Linked DNA regions of Arabidopsis thaliana: region 2 is linked to region 1. Evidence: chromatin contacts called from public capture Hi-C data. All regions are on one chromosome and are shown on one strand. The core of a region is the stretch at or near the end of the contact, and the rest is flanking DNA. Distances in the headings are between cores, read along the strand shown. Region 1 holds the start of AT4G25410 (basic helix-loop-helix (bHLH) DNA-binding superfamily protein). Region 2 holds the start of MSH3 (homolog of DNA mismatch repair protein MSH3).

Region 1 (6,141 bases), core at 2,073-4,572:
AAATAATCAAACGTTTTTTTTCAGTAGATTCCTTTTAACTTCTCAAACCAAAACGATGTATATATATGGTTCTTAGTACTTTTACTGTGTATTTATCTAGCTACTTTAAAGAATTTGTGCGTAAGAAACTAATGCTAGCTAGCTTTAATATCACAACCATCTCTTACATATTATATAAACTATGGTCCATCTAAACTTTTTCTTTATCATTGATGTTTTGACTATCTTGTTTATTCACAGAAAAAAATCTTCATTTTGAAAATTTGATTAAATATCTTATGAAAACAAATTATCTTTCAAGAAAATATATTAGTTTACTCTATCTTTTGTTCATTAGGGACAATGACTATTATTTTGAGGATTACCGCATGAGGCCTTCTTATTTCTAGACGTCTCTGCTCCTATATATAAGTCATATAACATTCTTATCTGAAGATGTACGTAATCTGTCGAGTTAGGATATAATTAAGAGAATGGTGGAATTTAATTCGTACACATAGAATTAATGGTATAATTAATTTACTATTGTTGGTGTGAGTAGCATCAAATAGATGATAGAATAGTATTTTGAACAAAAATTCTGATAGATAGTATAAGCCTTCAAACTAAAATTGTTTCCGGACGAATACACGAAAAGAAAAATGAAATAATATTAACTTTCTAAAAACTCATCGATTGATGGGTATACACAAAATGGTTAAAAAGAAAAAAAAATGATTAACAGATTTTGAGATTATATAATACTGAAAATTTGAGTCGGAAATTGATTTGCAATATGCAAAAGACAAGAAACATGAGGCAAAGGAAAAACCATTTTTCAGAGAAATCTAAACATGTGAAATTCGTTTTTCTAAAAGTAACAATTTGCGAATTTATCAGCGACGGATATTTTTTAAAAATAATATGTAATGTTTCTGTTAGAAAGTACTTTTGGTTGACAAAAAGAACTGTTACAAACTTACTTTGTTGTGTACGCACTGTTACAAAATTATCAAATTTGAATCTTGAAAATGGTTAATTAGGGTTGTGTGATACGCACTCCAGATCTGTAATCACAAATTAGCTAATGACTATAAAGTCGATGCAAAAAGTAAAACATAGGGAATGTATATTATATGCCGCTTAGTTGAAAACCGCTACATATCTATGATCGATTTAAATATTTGAACTCTGGAACTGTTGACTTTTCTCTTAGACTTAAATTTTGGTAAACAATTTCAGCAACTAAAATGAGTGAGAAAACTTGGTTGTTGAAAAAAAAAGAGAGAGTGAGAAAACTTTGGTTTAGTTTTCTACAGTGACCAGCTTTGGGGTTTTGGGCGGAATTAATTAGCCAAGTAGGGTCTAGAAAATGTGATCTTTTAACACATGGCCAAAGTCGTTTATATTTGGTGATTCTGTTTAAAACTCACAATTTGTTTTTTTCTTTTCTTAAATTTTGAAATCATATCTATTTAGAACTAAAGTTCATCATAAATTTTGATGACCCTAATAAATAATATAGCGTCAATATAGAGAACTTAGCTGGAGATATATTGTAAATATGTTGTTGTAACGATCTATTACGAATAACTATTGAAATACAATACAATTATTTAAAAGAGCAATATATAATTGTATAATTTACCACATCATTAGGATACTTCGCCCCAAACACATATTTTAATTCGTTTGAACGAACTTAAATAAAAAAAATAAAAAAAATCATTGGTTAAAACTTTTTATTGCAGAAATAATTGGTTGTTACTGTAGAAATAGCGGCTTCTATTCGCAACCGTCAGATATACAAGTCTAAAGAGATGTCTTTAGTTTAGTCGTGACTCCTACAAGGCATGTGTGTACGATCGCCTGATAGGGAATAATTTAACTTTGCATAATCCATATTTTCCGACAATCATCGAGTTGACATGATTCGACATTTGGTCATACACGTAAATATAACAACGTGCTTCTAATTTTAATTTTATAAGATTAAAACTATCAGATAGTACTTTTTGGGATATAGGAAAAATGCATCTCATGTAATAAAACTATAGCAGAAACGTGTCTTAAAAATAATTTACATAATAAATAGTTAACTTGTTTTATCATGACTATAATATGCAAACATTATTGCGGTTGTACGCATGTAATAATATTACTGTATATAAACTGTTATATACCAGCTCTTATAACTTTAAAACTCTATCCATTTTCTTAACGTAATGTATAGTATAAGTGAATGAAATTTTTCTCTTTTTACAAATTTATCTGGTTTATAAAAGTTGCTAATATCAGGCATAATATGGCTTATGGCGTATATTGAGCATATCAGCATACAACACACATCCCTAAAGAAAAGACTTTGGTCAAACATCCAACGAGATTATCTTTTATAGTATAGTGGCTCTTAATATGCGTATATACATATATATAAAAAACAAGGGATTCGTGACAGAGAAGAAGGATTTGCTTTGCCTTGAAAGGATAACCTTTACCAAAAGGATTATTTTTTAATAATGGAAACTGTGGAGGGATGTCATGGTTTTTATATTCAAAGCATATTATATTGAAATAGTATCTTCTTAAGAACAGTATATCTTTAGCATTATATATCTGATACGCAATGGATATGGACGTTTAATAAACATGTGAAAAGACTAGTTGCAGTGTGAGCAGGTGCAAATAAAAAGAAAGGATCGGAGCCCACATGCGACCATCGCAACATCATCAACGGTTGAGATTTGAGGTTTTGTTTTCATGTATCCGAATCTTAAGACATGGTTGCACTTTCACGTCGACATTTGTCAAATAGTTATATTCTCCAGTTCCTCCTAGTTGTATGAGAATATAATTTTGTTTTAGAGAAAATGTGCATTATGGTTTTTTTTTTTTTCCAACAGTTTGCGTTTTAGATACTAATTCTGTATTTCATGGAAAGAGATGGATTCGCAATGGTATTTCACATAAAGGAAATTTTGTGTTGGATGATGGTATGACAAAAGCTGTTTGGAGGGTATAAATTATTAAGTTGACATTAATTTCAAAAATTTATAATTATGTGTTTTAATTCTCTTAATTAAATAAACTGTAGAGGATTTTATTTTGTTATGTATATATATTGACTATAAGTTGTATTCTACTAGTTTGTTACAAATCAAGCCCGAGGCTCATCCCATAAATGAAATAAAAAAAAACTGATAACTATTTCAATTTTATTTAAAAAAAAAAAAAGAGTAATTCCGTAACCTGCATTATTTGGTCCTCCTACTGTGTATCTATTTAATATTTAAATAATGGTCCTCCCTCTCACCTAAGGAGACATAGAGAACCATCTGGTTCTTTAAGGCACCATCATTCAACAAGTAAACAATAAAGGAAATTAAATTATCACAAGACAGAACCACAAAATCCTTTGGAGATCTGACACTGGTAAAGCTCAAAGTGTCAAACTATGGATCCTTATAAGAATCTTAATCCAAAAGGTTACCAGAGACAGAGACCGTTTAGCTCAGCCGGCGAGAGTGGCGGCAGCGGCGGCTCCGGTACGGCCCATGAAACAGATGACAATAAGAAGAAGAAGAAGCTTCTCCACCGCGACATCGAACGCCAAAGAAGACAAGAAATGGCTACACTCTTTGCTACTCTTCGTACTCACTTACCTCTTAAATACATCAAGGTTCATATTCTTAATTACTCACTCTTTTCTCTCAAATTTATTTACTTTTTCGTTATATCAATTGTTCGAAGAAACCAAGATTTGGTGAGATTTGGCTGCTAGGGTTGTGAATATGTCGTTTTTTGTATTTAATTTAGTTTTGTATTTAATCTTTATTTATAGGGAAAAAGAGCTGTGTCGGATCATGTAAATGGAGCGGTAAATTTCATTAAGGACACGGAAGCACGGATTAAAGAACTTAGTGCAAGAAGAGACGAGTTAAGTAGAGAAACCGGCCAAGGATATAAATCGAATCCGGATCCAGGAAAAACTGGATCCGATGTAGGCAAATCGGAGCCGGCGACTGTGATGGTGCAACCACACGTGAGCGGTTTAGAAGTGGTAGTGAGCAGCAACTCCTCAGGCCCCGAAGCTTTGCCACTATCAAAAGTGCTCGAGACAATTCAGGAGAAAGGGCTTGAAGTCATGAGCTCCTTCACTACAAGAGTCAATGATAGGCTCATGCACACTATTCAAGTAGAGGTATGGTTGGTTACAACATGTCAACATGCCATGTCAATGGAAGTTAATCTAGGGTTTCATTACATTTAACTATATTCAATACAGGTTAATAGTTTCGGATGCATAGACTTATTATGGTTGCAGCAGAAGCTAGTTGAGGATTTGATACTTTCGACGGGGTACTAATCATGCAGAAACATACCATTCGTAGTCCTAAAGAACTTCCTCATCGTATGATCTCTTTTACCCGAGCTCTTCATTCGTTATATGAGCTTAGCTAAATAGAAACTCATTTCCAAATTATTGTCCTTTTTAGATGTGGTATTGAAGCCTTGCATGTTAGTGGATATAAAACAGTATTTTTTGTAGATATCATATGTTTGTTGCTCCAATTATTGTTTTCTTGTTCATGAACTTATATATACTTAGAAGTTAAGAACTAATGTGAAAGTCATATATAATTATAAACACTAGAATTTCACATGGTTCTAGTTCATATATCAATGGAAGACTAATATTAGCAATGTTCGATATGGTGTATTTTTGTTCATGTGTTTTACAACATTATAACTATGGTTGATGTTCTAATGAACTAATCTCACCGTATACTTGATGCAGAAAAAATCAAAGTCTTCTTGAAATTTCGTTATGAGAGCAAGGTGCATAGGTGTTAAAGTTCATTCATGGATTGAGGTGTAGCTTTGGTTTAAACAAGTTCAAGTGACTTCATGGGGTAGATCATAACTTCACCATGATTCGCCGCCGTAAAGACCAAGGGTCTGATGTTTTCAGTAGAGATTTTTTTTTTCTCACGGGCAAGCCATTTTTTTGTTTCCCTTTCATTATAACATTTTGTATCACTCCATTGTTAGGTTTTCTTGGGTTTTCTCGTATGGAAAATAAGTTTTTCTGTAATACATATCCATGAATCATTTAGACCTGTATTAGAAGGAAAATCCGGAAGGGCATAGTAAAATAAAGGCCAATACAATAGCATAATATATATATATCGCCTAGTTCTAACCAGATAAGTATGAAGCAAGGGTAGGTGAGAACCATCTTTTGGGCTCTATAATAGTCAGAATCTGCTAGGTTGTTTCTAGCCTACTATTCTCTACGCTATCAGTACCACATTGGTGAATTAGATTTCGATATTTTATGTGAATTGTTCACACATAAAACTGCGAAAATTGAGAAGTAACATAACTGTTATCTCTACGATATATATCAAAGATGAGAGACTATATATGAAGTAGTAGCACTAACCTCGATACAACCAATCCTTTGGGCGATTCGAAAGTGGTAAAATAGAAGTTCCAAATAACTAACAGATGGTAATACTAACCAGTAACCACACAATAAAAGATCGTTTGAATGTACGTGCATGAGTTGATAACCCTAACACAAATAAACATACATACAAATGCCATCACTATTTTGAAATTTTAAATAACTATTTAATTCATAAGCACAAGGCCTCACATCATCAAATGAGTAAATGACATAGCAAATGTGAAGTCAGACAAATTATTTATACAAGATTATGATATTTAATTACGATATTTTTTTCGGAAATAAGAAGCATATTACAAAATTGCCATAGATAAAAGCCTAAGATTCAATGCAGAGAACCACCTTTCTATTTTTAAATCTTGAATTTGCAAAATCTCACTTTCTTTTGTAGTTCACGATACGACACAGTATTATACATATCCCCAGAATCTTGGTTTCTTTTCTTTTCATACGTACCCATAAGCATATGAACAGATCGACCACATATTATTTAATAAAATCTCATTACTTTAGATCTAAATAGTCACTTTAATTAATACATGTCACGAACTTAAGCGAAGTTGACAGTAGTTCAAATGTTTTAAGAGATACGCATGATGAGTGGTTAAGATCTCACTAATATTCGTTTGATATCTTATATCATTATTGGTAATTTAATTAATTATCAACTAGGAGTCTTATTTTTTAAT
Region 2 (5,741 bases), core at 1,302-3,801, 63 kb after region 1:
CAAATTTTTACCTCTGTGGCTTTAGCAGTCCGATGAAAGATTCTTGTTATTCCACGTTGAATATCAGATGATCTAGACATAGCTGTCAAGACTGAGGAGAGCACGAGATAAAACTCAGGTGATACAATTGCTCTCTCAGAACCTTCTTCAACCAACTCACTGCTGAGCTGGGAAGAACTATGAGATCCCATGCAAGCAGAAATCTCAGAAACAGCATCAAGCCGAGCAGATATCAAATTTCTATCGCATAGAGGATGAGTCACCTGTTGAAATGAAAGTGTCCACAAATCATGATAAGAGATCTTTTAAAAAATTTCCCTACCACTTAGCAAAAAGTCAATGAGGAGTAAGTACAGAAATCTCAAATCTCTCCCCTTCAAAAACTGAAAGATGCCAGTAAAGTCTTTTTTTTCTTTACTATAAGACGACTTACTGCATCTATAGAACTACAAATAAACAAAGCCCTTTTGCGGAAAATCTAAGAAGAAAAGAGATTGTGTCTTACCCAGTGTCTAAGAAGCCTGGAACCATATACTGTAAGTGTGTGATTCATATTATGGAATAAGGAGCCAGATTCCGATCCATCTGAATTATTTTTCACAACCTGAATATATATAAAAATTATTTTAAGAGAAACTCAGTTAGGAAACTTAAAACTGAACATGTGACTAGCCAAATAAAGCGGAAAGTACCTCCAACTGTTGCAGAGTATTGGCTGAGAGAGTCATCTCTGTGTTACTTGACAAAGAGCGAAATGAGGCCCCTTGGTAAAGGATCCTTTCAAATCCAAACTGTTTGAGATGGCAAAACGTTAGGGCGAGGGCTTGAACAGTCAGATGTGGCATGTTCATAATTGTCTGCACCATCAACGAAGGAATAAATTAGCAGGAATTGCAGTAAGCATTTAATAGATGAAAAAAACTTTTTGAAAGCAAGATGTGGTCATTAACAATATCGCATTAACAGATCATCATAAAAAATAAAATAAAGGGAAAGTTTTTAGAAAGTCAAATGACATACATGAACTGTCAAGCAAGACATTCCTTTTTCAGCAGCCTCCAGCTTCATTTCTTTATCATCTTCTAAGTTACCTGCGCTGATTTTTTCACATAATGAAATAACCTCATCTACTGCATTACCATTGCTGAAACAATCCAGTGAGGCACGTTCCACTCGAACGTTTGAGGTAGGTCCAGCATGTGCCACCAAAAACTGCCAAACAAAGATACCACACGAACATCTATCAGTACATGTATACACATCGACCAAGAACAGAAGTTCTAGTCTTCAAAACTAATCCATATAGTGATTATACATACAGACAAAGATTCTTGTCAAACTGTTCATCAGGAAGGATTCAGGGATTAGTATAGACAGAATCTTGTAAAACTAACTGAGGAGCTAAATTGTTCAAAATTAATCAACAATGCTTGAATTAGTAATATTTACTCGTACACAGATAAACGTACCTTCTCAGTTTGTTGTGAAAGAGGCTGGCCAAGCAACAGCTCAGCTGGTGACAAGCTCAAAATCACAGCCTCTAATCCACTTCTCATGAAATTATCATTGAACTCTTCATAAACAACTTCACCTGTCGAAATTTCAACGCCAACAACACCGACTCTAACATCAAAACTCATTTCAATACCACAGCCTAATGTCTCCGACTTAACTCTCTCATCCACAACACAAACCAAGAAATTACTCTGTGAACCAAAACCTTCTTCACCACCACAACCACCACTTATATCCTCAGCCGCTTCAAGCGTGGCTTTGGTATACAACGCCGACAGTCCCCGGAAAAAAGGGCCGGTCCGGTTTGCACCATGGGACTTAATGGCTGCAGTTTCAGTCTGCTTCACTACACCAATCTTGTATCCTGCATTCACCAGTCTTCTCACATGGAAATTCAATCGAAATGTTGGCACACTCGCCGTCATGAAATTGTGATCCATATGAGCGTAAATACCCAACACGCGTGCTGCGATCTCCGCGTCTTCTCCGAAGAATCTGTACCTGTAACCAACTTCCACCATCAAAACCACATCTGGGTACTTGCTCTTTAGCTCCACCACTTGCTGTTCCAATGGTGTGTATTTCCTCGATGATGACGTTTCGGGAACATATTCCTCCGGCGAGGGTTCCAGAAATCTCTGGAGAAATCTTTGGTGTAAATTGGGATCGGGTACTGGGTTTTGAGTGTGAGGAGAAAGTTTAGGCTTTTTGGGTGACGCGGCGGCGAGGTGGTCGGAGAGAAGCTTACGCTTGGAAGGAGAGAAGGATACAGTGGCGGATATCTTCGGTGGCGGTGTTGATGATTCGGCTACCGGATTCGGTTCGTGAGTCGGGGATTTGGGTTTGGGAGCGAAGAAACGAGAAATCGTCTGCTGCTTTTGCTTGCCCATAATTGCTTTATTCGTAATCTCCTCCGTTTAAGAGAAATGGAAGGTCGTGGTCGTGGCTATGGCGAACTTGGGTTGCCAATTTTCGCGCGCTTTCTTAGGTTGCCAATCTCTCTAATCCATCACTGTCACTGAACAACAAAGTGACGAAGCCATCGGTTCGGAGCGGTTATTATGGGCCGGGTCTTTATAAATGGGCCGGTATTTTTTAAATGGGCCTAAAGTGCCACTATAACAAATGAGTATACTCTAGAAGTTGGTGGTGTCATTAATTCTCCGTCGAGATCGCTTCTCTCCCCGTTGCCGTCCGTCCCCACCGCTGAGTGATAGATCGAAACAGAGAAACACACACGGCGAAGAAGATTTCACCATATTTTGTCTAAGTGGATTCTGTTGAGAGAGAGAGATGGCTATGTCTCAGGTGGTGAACACGTACCCGCTTTCGAACTACAGCTTCGGAACTAAGGAACCCAAGCTGGAAAAGGACACCTCCGTCGCCGACCGGCTCGCTCGTATGAAAATCAAGTACGATTCCTCTTTCCTTCTTTCTCTTTTTTGTTTTCTTCTTATAGCTACTGCTGGAGAAGATGCCTGAGAATTGAAAACCCTAGAAATCTCCAGGCTTTTACATTCTTAGATCATGATCTCGATGTTTTCTAAATGCTTATCTGCTTTCTCGCTGCTGCTGAATTTACTAGCTTCTCCTTAAAGGAATAATCTTTTGGCCATTTTACACAACTTTAAGGTTTCAAAACTACAACTTGGTGGTACATATATTGTTAGAACAACTTCTTCCAACGATCTGTGTTTTTTTTTTGTGAACAAAGAACAGCTATAGGCTATTTAAATTTCCAGTGAATGATTTGATTAGGGAACAGATATAGCTACTGTATATGTTATACAATACTTTAGTTTTGCAAGTAAAGTCTCATGCTTTTTACATGGATACATGAAGTCTGGAATTTGATAGCTCTTACTTAAGACATTCTGGAGTCTGATTATCTCTTTCTTGTTTTCTTAATGGGGTGTTGCAGCTATATGAAAGAGGGCATGAGGACTAGCGTTGAAGGGATTCTACTGGTATGATAATTTTCGATCTGCTCTACTTGTTATCCAACTCTTCTGTAGTTTTCTCTGTGTTGTTTAACTGCCCACTGTCTTAAAATCGGTGGTACAGTTATGTGGTTCAAGACTTGAGTGGCCATACTGTCATATACATAATGCCACTGAAGTGTCACTTTATTTGTACTTAATCGTAGCGTTCTCTGTAAATATGTGTTCTCTACCCAATGTATCATTTAAAACTTGGCAGAGATATAGATCTGTGTGATATTTTGATTGAAGTCATCTACTTCCTTTTCTAGTTGCCATCTCCAACACAATTTTGTACTGATTGGGTAACCTTATATTACGAAGAAGCTCGAATCACATAAGTGGATTAATCTGACCTTAATATATAGTCACAAGCTTTATGGATCCAATGAACTTAACCTGCACTTAATAAGAGTCATAAAAGTGAAGGGTGCCATTTATTGATGCATCTTATTGTTCCGTTTCTTTCATTGTTTGTATGCACCATTGCCCTTCCAAGCTTTAATATTTTCCCATGGAGTATCATATGCTTCAAATAATTTGCGTTTGAGTCTAGCAATTACTACCACCTAATTTGATTTGATTTTAGTGATATCTCTCTAACCTAAGATTCTTCTTAATACCTTATGCTGCTTAACATATTAGGTGCAAGAACACAACCATCCTCATATACTTCTGCTACAAATTGGTAACACATTCTGCAAACTTCCAGGTGGACGCCTGAAGCCTGGTGAAAATGGTATACAGTTACCACCCGTTAGTAATACTTTCTACACTGTTATGAGTTTCTTGGCTGCTTAAGTTTTGGGTGTACTATGTTGTGTCTGCAGAAGCTGATGGTCTGAAAAGAAAGCTGACCAGTAAACTTGGAGGCAATTCGGCTGCTCTTGTACCTGACTGGACGGTACTATTCTGGTTTCTTCTTTTTCGTTGAGTGATAGTGACAAGATATTTAGGGGTAGATAGATGCCTTAAAAGAACTAGGTTGGTGTTGCATGTGCTTGCTCTTAAAGCAAACGAGAAGCAATTGAAATTATTTTGGTTATTACACTTAAGCATGCCAGGAATGAGGGTTCATAAAAGAAAACAAGGATAGGCCTGGTAGCTTTGCTAGAGAATCATATACGTACTAGATGAAGAAAGAAGACTTTGCCATGAGTCCACAGTTGTCTGATTGAGTTATGTATATAGCTCTGTCCCTGATCCGTTGGGTACTTTATGTCCCTTTAACAGGTAGGAGAATGTGTTGCGACATGGTGGCGTCCAAACTTTGAAACCATGATGTACCCGTATTGCCCTCCTCACATCACGAAACCAAAGGTAGTAAAAAAACACAATGTAAAGCTTCTCAGAATTTCCCTTTACTCTTCTCCTTATATCTCCTCTTTTTTGTGGAATGGCAGGAATGCAAGAGACTCTACATTGTTCACTTGTCTGAGAAAGAGTACTTTGCTGTGCCCAAAAATTTGAAGCTCTTGGCCGTCCCTTTGTTCGAACTCTATGACAATGTTCAGGTTTTGCTTATATCCAGAATACCAACCTTTGGAAAATGGTTTTTACCTCAAACATCTAACCGTATATTATTTTCTTGAAACAGAGATATGGACCGGTTATATCAACCATTCCGCAGCAGCTATCCAGATTCCATTTCAACATGATTAGTTCGTGATTTCGACTCGGTGTGTTCAAGAACAAGGAACCTATCAGATGGGTAAGTTACTTAGGTACGGTAGAGAGCTGTAGCTACCGGATTAGAGATGGGGTTTTCCAATGATGCGAGTTGGGTTTTTTGCATTATAGACTTGTTGGCTTTTATGTAGAACCGGTTCAAAGTGTCAGCACAAAAAACAAAGATTATTGTATCTCATTTTTAAAAGCATTTGTCATTGTTTGACTAACGCCTGTCTTCTCTAACCGTAAAACATGTGTTTCATTCAATGTTGAATGATGTTTTTATTTTGGTGCATAAAACTAAGCCATGTTTAACCTTCTTTGTCAACATATTTCATAAAGTTTTATCAACATACCACAAGGCCTAATGGTCGAAGGAGGAGAAGTTTTGTTGTAGACGAACAATCTAAAGTATCCTAGTTATCATAACATTAGATGTATAAAATTTATTCTCCGAGGGCTAAGGATTAAGTCATCATAACATTAGATGTATAAAATTTATTAGTCGTGTTTCATTGGGGATTAGTTTGACGGCAAATTATATTATGTTATCAAGACGACCAAGACAAGGTAGAC

What was found. Capture Hi-C pulls out chosen DNA fragments and counts their contacts.
Region 2: a capture Hi-C map of seedling shows a contact between it and region 1, with 1.8 times the contacts expected there. A contact is called at or near these places in 11 of 26 Hi-C or Micro-C datasets (callus, leaf, root and 3 more) and 1 of 3 other capture datasets (seedling).

The regions. Positions count from the first base shown.
Region 1 is chr4:12,982,339-12,988,479 of TAIR10.1, forward strand. It overlaps AT4G25410 (basic helix-loop-helix (bHLH) DNA-binding superfamily protein), which reads left to right and starts at 3,323. Exons shown (of 4, transcript NM_001341730.1): 1 at 3,323-3,658; 2 at 3,821-4,180; 3 at 4,265-4,390; 4 at 4,778-5,183. The coding sequence starts at 3,434. The coding sequence ends at 4,345. AT4G07375 (a long non-coding RNA gene) reads right to left here and starts at 2,692. Exons shown (of 1, transcript NR_142136.1): 1 at 2,430-2,692. AT4G25400 (basic helix-loop-helix (bHLH) DNA-binding superfamily protein) reads left to right here. Exons shown (of 3, transcript NM_118672.4): 3 at 1-246.
Region 2 is chr4:13,045,711-13,051,451 of TAIR10.1, forward strand. It overlaps MSH3 (homolog of DNA mismatch repair protein MSH3), which reads right to left and starts at 2,552. Exons shown (of 12, transcript NM_118686.3): 1 at 1,470-2,552; 2 at 1,021-1,212; 3 at 693-857; 4 at 506-604; 5 at 12-263. The coding sequence starts at 2,405. AT4G25550 (Cleavage/polyadenylation specificity factor, 25kDa subunit) reads left to right here and starts at 2,657. Exons shown (of 7, transcript NM_118687.3): 1 at 2,657-2,927; 2 at 3,437-3,482; 3 at 4,140-4,233; 4 at 4,325-4,398; 5 at 4,728-4,814; 6 at 4,898-5,008; 7 at 5,092-5,563. The coding sequence starts at 2,809. The coding sequence ends at 5,163.